Regions from separate parts of the Mus musculus genome. Here region 1 is linked to region 2. The links are chromatin contacts, called in public HiChIP or PLAC-seq maps. All regions are on one chromosome and are shown on one strand. Each heading gives the region's core, a stretch centred on a gene start, on an enhancer-like site or on the middle of the called end of the contact. The rest is flanking DNA. Distances are from core to core; before and after follow the strand shown.

Evidence for each region. HiChIP or PLAC-seq counts read pairs in DNA pulled down with a chosen protein or histone mark.
Region 1: a contact with region 2 is called in an H3K27ac HiChIP or PLAC-seq map of thymic regulatory T cells, with 4 times the contacts expected there. The contact joins the enhancer-like site here to the promoter of Btla in region 2. A contact is called at or near these places in 1 of 39 promoter capture datasets (macrophages), 1 of 15 datasets of contacts at CTCF or cohesin (CD8 T cells), 3 of 484 Hi-C or Micro-C datasets (B cells and bone marrow-derived dendritic cells), 4 of 115 datasets of contacts at active chromatin or transcription factors (CD8 T cells, fibro-adipogenic progenitors, regulatory T cell precursor and 1 more) and 2 of 9 other capture datasets (adipose tissue and liver).

Annotation. Positions count from the first base shown.
Region 1 is chr16:45,345,649-45,350,341 of GRCm38.p6, forward strand. All of the region lies in intron 1 of Gm30636 (a long non-coding RNA gene), which reads right to left. Among named protein-coding and RNA genes, the nearest start is that of Gm30636, 14 kb to the right of the region's middle. Within about 2 kb of position 1,478, at least 10 of the 459 cell types and tissues checked have an H3K27ac peak or open chromatin away from gene starts, as enhancers often do. A contact at or near this core is called in regulatory T cell precursor and thymic regulatory T cells, where this site is marked.
Region 2 is chr16:45,221,588-45,226,093 of GRCm38.p6, forward strand. It overlaps Btla (B and T lymphocyte associated), which reads left to right and starts at 2,750. Exons shown (of 6, transcript NM_001037719.2): 1 at 2,750-2,874. The coding sequence starts at 2,766.

The DNA of each region.
Region 1 (4,693 bases), core at 228-2,727, 120 kb after region 2:
TAAACATAATAAAAGCAATATACAGCAAACCAACAACCAGTATCAAACTAAATGGAGAGGTACTTGAAGCAATCCCACTTTCCTCTTTTTAAAAGTCCATTACGGGCTGGCGAGATGGCTCATTGGTTAAGAGCGCCGACTGCTCTCCCGAAACCACATGGTGGCTCACAAACCATCCGTAATGAAATCTGATGTCCTCTTCTGGAGTATCTGAGGACAGCTACAGTGTACTTACATATAATAAATAAACAAGTCTTTAAAAAAAAATAATTTGAAAGCTGGGCGTGGTGGCTCATGCCTTTAGCCCCAGCACTCCGGAGGCAGAGGCAGGCGGATTTCTGAGTTCAAGGCCAGCCTGGTCTACAAAGTGAGTTCCAGGACAGCCAGGGCTATACAGAGAAACCCTGTCTCAAAAAACCAAAATAAATAAATGAGTAAATAAATAAATAAAATAAATAAATAATAAAAAAATAAAAGTCCATTAATTAAAGAAAATTCATTTAAAAATGACTTTGATCATGTCTTAATGTCATTATGGACTTGAAAACAAATGTAGTATTGGAAATATCAGGTAGGTGGGTTACAGCATAACAGGCAGGTGTTTGCCAGGGTTATCAGGTGTTCTTAGTCTTTGGACTGAAGGAAGTCAGCAGTGTGTATATATACACACACCTAAGAGTCAGATGATGTTCGGTCACACACTGAGATGAGTTACAAAAAGCTATTAAGACATAGCACAGGCTAATTTGTTCCTTCCTGCTCTCTATAGTCATTAAATTTTTAATCAGTCAGGTAACATGGTTAATGCGAGTACAACTTTTTCTTTTCTGGGAACTTCAGATTATAACTAAAACATACACCATCTAAGGGAAGATTTAAGATGCTGATGAGAGATGTTGCTTGTATGTTTTAGAAAGACTGCACTGTACAAAAGAGTCCCTAAGTCATCACTATGCAAATGAACCTCAGTGCTCATCTCATGTAACATAAAAATCTCAACACTACAAGGTGGGGCCATTTGAGATGCTCAACTCTTTGCTCTGGCCGGCTTTGTCCTTTGGACATGTATCTTTTCTTATAAACTGTTTCTTCTACTAATTTGTCTGCTCAGCTCTTTGCTTGGGAACACAGTTACCGGTAACCACTTTGGAAGTACTTCTGACCCCCAATATCGATCAATATCTATAGGATGGGTTGTAATTTTAAGCACAGTCTGAGGTTATACTCAAGTGGCATAGAAAACTGGGAGACAAATATTATGTGAAGTGTGCCCTGGGGAAAATCACCAAGCATTTTCTAGCTCAAATCTCCACCTTGAGGAGGGGGCCTCAGAGATGTGAAGAGGCTTTATGGAACAAAGAAGTGAACACGTGGGTGGGGAAATCCCAGCATTGCATGGGTCTTTTTTATTCAGAAGAGCATCTCCTTTTCTGACAGAGAAAAGAAGATAATAAAGGTGAGTGCAGAGATGAAAGCAAACCAGGCAAGCAGAGACTTTGAAAACAATCAGCTCTGGTTCCTATCTTGTCCAAGAATGCACAATTGTTTCCACCAGAGATTCTGATTCATGTCTTAGCTTGTGTGCTCTTCCGGCCAGAAGCGAGATACGTTAGAAATGTTCTGGCCAGAAATCTCAATTCAGCCACCAGCGACAAGAACTGAACCTGTGGATGGGCCAGCTGGACTGGCCAGCTGTTTTTGGGTGGTTTGAGCTTCCTTGTAGGCTTAAGCCTTTGACCACCTAGTTCCCAGTTGGTGACATTGTTTGGGAAAGTGGTATGGGTTTACTGGAGGAGGCATAACACTGTGGTGGGCTTGGAGAGTTCATAGCTTCATCCTACTGCTGGTTCTTTCTCTCTGCTTTATGTTGAAGATGTCATTAGTCGTCTCCCAGGTTCTTGCTCCACTGGCCACCATGTTTCCCACCATGATGAACTCTTATCTGTCTGGGACCATAAGCCTAAAAAAGCCTTACATAGGTTGCTTCTGGCCATGACAGTTTATGATAACAGCAGAAAAATAATGAATCTATATAATTTAGAGTGATAAAATAGGGATACTAAACAATAGTGTAGAAAATCTTTTAATGCTCAGGCTAGGAAACTTAGAAACTATTTCCTTCTATTTTCCTTTCTAACAGATGACAAATCAACAGAGAGGTAGCCTTGAAGTCTGTGATACAACTGAATGACAGATATCCAGGAGCAAGGTTTTTATTAACTTTACAAAACCAACTATGTTTGGCTTAGTAAACAAGAAAAAAATGGATTAAAACTTGTAATTTGAAAGTTTTCTGGAGTTTTCACTATATTTCCCTTTATACCCTTTCACTAGAAAATTTAAATAGTTTTTAAAGGTCTGAAGATTAAAATCTAATGGTGGTATTTTTAACAAACTCATAGAGCGGTGTACATATCATTTCTATGTTGTTCATATAACAATAGAAGTCCTTGAGCCTACATATTAATGATTGCAACTACATTTTACCAGATGCAATGCCTATTTTGGAAAGAGCGTAAATTGTGTGAGTGCTAACGTGGTGAATCTTGTTCTCAAAATGAGCTAATTCTGCCGTTGGTGAGTACAGTTCTGAGTATATGTAATGCATAAGAAGCTTAACATAAAAGCTCTCGTTCATAAGTGAAAAGTACTCCTTCTGGAAACTTGTTTAAACTTAGTTTAAAAATACCTTCTTTTAGTATATGCAAATCAAAGCATTTATAAATAAAATACAGGTCAGTGGCTCACAGTTTAGAAATACTTAATCTTGGGATCACCACCTCCTTCTTCAGCAGGCTATTTCTGCAAAGCATTCCATTCTCCCACATGGTACTGAAGGACTCACAACGTGAGGACTCCCCCACGTTCTGACTCAGGAGAGGCGACACCCCAAAATCACCCACAAGAAACGGTCTTGCTGCAAATTGCAAGAGGATTTTTATTCAAGAGCGCTCTCGGGCCCACGGTCATACACCACGCAGGGGTAGAGGACCATGGCGCCCCGAGTAGCTGAGTAAGGGGGTATTTAAAGGAAAAAACCACAACTCAAGGAGGTGGGAAGGGCATTGTTGGAAAATACCAAAAATACCAGATAAGAGTCACAAGGAAGTACAAAGTCACAGGTGTCACAAGGAATACCTGGTAATTGTTAACTCTCAAGACAGTTTCTAAGAGCCCCTAACAATAGCACATTTGCATTGCAACTTCCAGGAATGGTCAGGGTGACTTTCTTTGAATGAATACTCCTTGAACTCAGGAAGTGGGTGGGTGGAGGAATGTCACTATCTGTTTTATGATTAGCATACCTTGGAGTACTGAGTTTACTACTCTTTCAGTACCTGCTTTCTTTGAACACGCATGTTATTCAGTTATTGGCTGCTGTGTTGGAATTGTTTGCTCAAGTTTGTTTATCTCCGTGCTTCACATCAGACAGTAAGTGCTATATTTGTTTTGCAGAATTTGTCTCCATTAACAGATAATGCATTTGGGAACAAGTTTTTCTGTTTGTTTGTTTGTTGAACTAGAAACACAATTCCACAATGATATTTTAGTGTTTTCTTCTTCATAACTTTTTCCCATGTATTTTGCTCAAGAACAGTAGAAGATGAATATTTTTATATTATCTCTTTTCTTAAAAAATTGGGATGATGGGCCAGGCGCATGACTTTAATCCCAGCACTTGGAAGGCAGAGGCAGGTGGATCTCTGAGTTCGAGGCCAGCCTGGTCTACAGAGTGAGTTCCAGGACAGCCAGGGCTATACAGAGAAACCCTGTCTCGAAAAGCCAAAACAGAAGAAAAAGAAAAAAAGAAAGGAAGAAAGAAAGAAAAAGAAAAAGGAAAAAAGAAAAAAGAAAAAAGAAAAAAAAATTGGGAGCCAAGGTTCCAGGTAGACCAACCTAACTGGGATGAGTCCAGAGGATAGCTGCATTCAGGTGCAAATTGGTCCAAGCGCAGAAGGGCTGAAGCAATCTACTGCATTCAGCATATGCAAAGGAAACACCTGGGCCCTTTCTTCCTGGGGATCCAACAGCTAGAGGAAGGACAACAAAGAACCAGAACCACGCATTTGCTTTTTCCAGACTTGCCCCACCCACACTTCCTTCCTTCTCTTCTGTAAGAGTTTAGCCCTTAGTTTTGACTGTGATAGATACACTGAGCCCCTAGCCTTGCTTGTACATGGGCTCACTCAATGATTAAGGTAGCTCAGCCCCAGCCCTATATGGGAATCTACAGTGTCACTGCAGGAATCTGGAAGCTACATGGTGAAGCTACATACTCCCTTGTCTCTTTTTACTAAGTTTGGGAACTGTGGGCTTTGCCCTTGACTGAGTTATGAAGTCACTTGCCAAGTCTGATTGTGACAGGAAAGTCCACAAAAGAACCACTTATTACACAAAGTGGAAATTGAAGGCAGAATCTTAGAAGGAAGTGAGTCTAAGGGTTAAGAAGTTCAAATAAACAATCTCTTAAAAGTTCATGAGGTGAGTTAGAGGGCAGCTCTGGAGATCTAGATGAGGACAGCAAGGCAAACCTGGAAGAGCCCACAAGGATCAAGGGTGACTCCATGCATCACTGCAGGCAGACCAGAGATGGCTTCCCCCATTTTGTCTATACGTTCAACTCATTTTTAAATTTCCTTTTATACTTCACTGAAGAATCTCAATTCCAACTTTCTCCTCTAGGGATAACAGT
Region 2 (4,506 bases), core at 1,500-3,999:
TCCAGTGATCCTTTTAATCCAATGGATCACAACTGTGTATGTTTTTCAAAATAGGGCTCTCTGGCCATATCTCTGTGGGATCTGAATTCAGTAGGCTAAGGGCAGGCTGTAGGGTTCATCGTCATTTTCTAACTTGTATTCTGGCTGGTTTGATAGGCACCACTGCTAGCAATAACATTGGTAAGGAAAGCACATACATGCATTAGCACGGCAGTGGGTTTAAATGTGGATAGGTACTTCTGGGAGAAGCTATGGAATATTATTTGGTACATAAGGGGTTAAAAATCAAGACTAAGGAGTGTTTGACTCTGTCTAACATTGTTGTATTTAAGTTTGTGATTGCTGCTCTTCTGGTCACCTGGAGAAAATATTACAGAAAATAAAGCTGCTTTATAATTCCTGAAAGTAACAGACTCAGCAAGTGAGGAAAATAATTTGCTATGCAAGCAGCTCTTGGATTTTTGTGAAGATAAATTTGCATTTTCCCAAATTCCATTTTTCTTTTTGTCATTCAACATGAAACTGGCAATGGACTTGTGTTTTTAAAACTGTTCCTAGCATACAAAAGAAAGCATTTCTAGGAATGCAGTAAACTCATTAAATTTGTGCATTGACATGGAAATTACAAGTTTCGGATTAAACAGTACATGATTATAATGGGATGATTCGAGATTTAAAAAAAAAAAAAAACAAAAACAAACCTAGCTACTGGATAAGTTATAAACACAAAGCAAGGCAGACTTATCTCTGAGCAATGCATTTTTGAATCTGGCTTCTTTCATTTCTACCCTAGAATAAAGACAGGAATGAGATTCTGAGTCAAAGTCTTGGCCAATGGCATTTGCAACTGTGCAGGGATAAATAGCCACACACACTGATAAAATATCAGAATGGACATCATTTCAAATTCGTGAGAAGTTTTATAAGATTGCTCCAAATGTTATCTACTTCGTATGAATTCCTTTGTATGAAAAGAAAATCATGAGGCTGGGTAGATGGCTCTGTCAGTAAAGCTCCTTCCGTGCAAGCCTGAGGACCTGTGTTCAGATCCGCTGCAGCCACATAAAAGGCCAGTTATGGTCGTACATTGGGGTGAATGACAGGCGACTCCTGGAGCTCATTGCCAGTTACTCTAGCGAAATGGATGAGCTCCTGGTTCAGTGAGAGACTCTGTCCTAAAAAAAAAAAAATAAAAGTAAGGGGCAGAATCATTGAGAAAGATGTCTGACCCCTGCATATATCCAGCAGAAAGCACACAGCATGTTCATACACCTACATAAACATTTACATACACCCACACACACCGAAAGAAGGAAGAAGAGGAGGAGGAAGAGGAGGGGGAGGGGGAGGAGGAGAGAGAACAAGAACCACTAGAGAACTATGATGGTCTGGAGTTGACAGAGTTTATTTGTGGTTTGGATGATATCTCGAGCTTTAGGATGGGTGGTGATTCAAGGCTTTTCTTCGAAACCTCTTAGGCTATTTTAGAGGTACATTGAGCCTTGTTTCTACTGCCAACAGGAGTTTTGCACCCCATTCTGAGCAAGGAAGGGGGATGAGTTGTATAAAATGAACCATAAGCAGGGTGCTTCCTTGGTCAACAGTGCAGATTCTAGGAGCTCTGCAGACTACCTGTATCATCTGGCGTACCAGGGGTGCGTGAGCATCAGCATGGATTGGCTGAGTTCCTTAAATTCTGGAGCGGCGTTCACTCATGTTGGTATTCCAGCCACTGTGGCTTATCTGGACAAATATGCAATAGGTACCCTAAATGGAGTTTGGCCTTGGAAGGGTACCATTAGCCTCTGAGGGAAAGATTTCTCAATTTCATTCAATGAGTTAAACTGCACAGGTGCCACCTCTCCATTTGGAATTACCAAATTCCTGTTGTTATAAGCTAGTGATTGAACGTGGGCTGCGTGCCCACAGCCCCTCAGCAACCCTGAGCTATCCAATTTTGAACTTTTTCCATTTCTTACTTTACTGCTTCATCTCGACAACAACCACATAAAGCATGCGGAAAATGAAAGTTTCCTCTAATTGGCACTCAAGTGCTCATTTTGCTTAGAACTTTAATATTTAGGAAGATCGTGTAGCTAGTACTAACGGCAAGCATGTATTCCGTTGATAGGCATCTACAGACTGAAGAAGGAGGCCCTTCCCTCTTCTGTTGATGAAATGCACCCTGTCAGTCATTTTCTCCATAACGTCAGATAAGTCTTCATTGGTTTCATGACAAGGAACATTCTCATCTTACTGTGCCTTTATGGGAGCATGGGGGGAGGGTTGTAAGATACATTACACTGATGAAGTATCATAATCACAAACTATAAAAAGGGGAAATATATGCTTACCATAGGTACTTTTTGTATGAATTTCCTGACCCTGATTTGATCAGAATCTAAACCTAAAGACTGTAACAATTTAGATCTTTTTTTTTTTAAGTTTAATTGTTCACTTTGAGAAAAACCTCAAGGTTATGCAAGAATGGTGGCAGAGCGGAAGCAAGGAGCCAGCTGCTTTGCACATCAGAGGGCTTGAAAGAGAACAGCAGGTCGGATCAGAAACAAAACCACAGCAGGGCCTCTTGCTCTCACAAATCCTTCGGACTACTCACACTGTCCTCTCCCACCAGGTCTCCTGATTTGATTTAAATTAATTAATTTATTTTGGCCTAAGATGCTGCTAGTGTGAATAACGTGACCCAGCTCTGAAGATCTCTAGGGAGGAAGAGGAAGTTTGCCCTTACCTGACACGTGCTGGGAATGAAGACAGTGCCTGCCATGCTTGGGACTCCTCGGTTATTTAGGGAATTCTTCATCCTCCATCTGGGCCTCTGGAGCATCCTTTGTGAGAAAGCTACTAAGAGGAATGGTAAGGGACCTACTAAGAAAGCTGGTTTTCTTCCTCGGGGTTCCTGTCAGTGATAGTTGAGCTTGCTCTGTGGAGAGGGATGTTCATGTCCAGGGCATATATAGCTCAGAGTGATGAGTCCCTTTTGCTTCTTGAAAACGCTCCAGGATGTGAGTGAAGTTAGGACATGCTACTCACCTGGCTACAGAGCAAAAACTGATCCATAGCTGGAGCTAAGTTTCCTAAAACCAGGTCCTGATGGTAAGTGAAGAGATTTGAGCAGATGTTATAAATGTGTCAGTACAGATTTGTCACTATTACAAAACTCTCTGTGGCTGCCATGCTAACAGAAAAGACTTGTTACGTTCATGTCTTGGTATCAGATGTCAGCAGGATGTTGTAGTGCTTACTGGGGTGGGAAAGCTTTTGGATACTTGTGGTTATAGCTGTGGCCATGGTTACACTCAAATAATGTTCAATCTAAATAGACTGCCTCCTTCTTTCTGTGGGGTATACTATGAGAATACTGTGGGGTGTACTATGAGAGTACTAAGCAGGCTTCTCGATGTGAGGCTGAAGAGTAAATCATGAGTGTCGCTTTAGTTTGTCTGGACAGGATGATTTGTGAATGGTCGCCAACTGAAAATAGGAAACAATTCTCCATAGTTTATGAAGACAAGGTCTGTAATGCTTGGGATCCTTGGGTTATTTATCTTCCACCATCACACGTGTAGCAACTGGGCACATTCGTGTTGGATTGAAAAATAGAACCACTGAGGTCCTGTGGAATGTCATCTTGAAATCTGGAACTGTGAGGTTTAGGATTCAATGATCTGATGTCACAAGACCACCTAGCCAAGAGCAGAGTAGAACTTCTTCTTAGTCATTCAAGCCCTTGTTTATTATTACCCACCTCTGAAAGACAAGAGGAGTCAAATATTAATTCTATTTAATTCTAAGGGACCTCTTGCAGACTGGACTCTGTGAAACAAAGGAAATATTTTTAATTTTATAGCACAATTGGGGTTGTAATTCGCATTATATTCTTCTACCCAGTATGTTATAATCTGGTATTTATTACGCACAGAAACTTGGTTATCAGGTGGGAGTATTTATTCCCTCTGCTACTTACATTATGAACTCAGTTAAGTTTCTTCTCCTTTCTTAGTTTTCCTTTCTTCATTAAAAAATATATAATTATACCTAGCAGTTGGCCTTTTCTTATACCTATAGTGCCTAGCTATGGTAAGTAGATGCAATTAAAGCTTGATAAATGTTAATGGTGACCTTTGCCAATAGTTTTTTCCTTCAGTACCTTTGATAAAATCCAATTAAATGAGAACTTAGGTTTAACATTAAAACCTTAAGTAGATCTAGTTTTAAAAATCGCCAAATGCTATAGATATTTAGTTATGAAGTAAGATTATAATGCAGGCATACATTGTAGAATGTTTAAATCAATTGAGCTAACTTGCCTATGACCTTACATACTTATCATTTTAAATTTACCAGATCTTAATTTTAAAATAATTAGCTGTAGTCACTGTGTTTTGACTAGAACATTTTACTTATGTCTAGCTCTGACTTCATGCTTTGTTATTAATGTCTCACTAATACTTGCTTCAAATAATTAATATTTTGTTTGAAATTTTT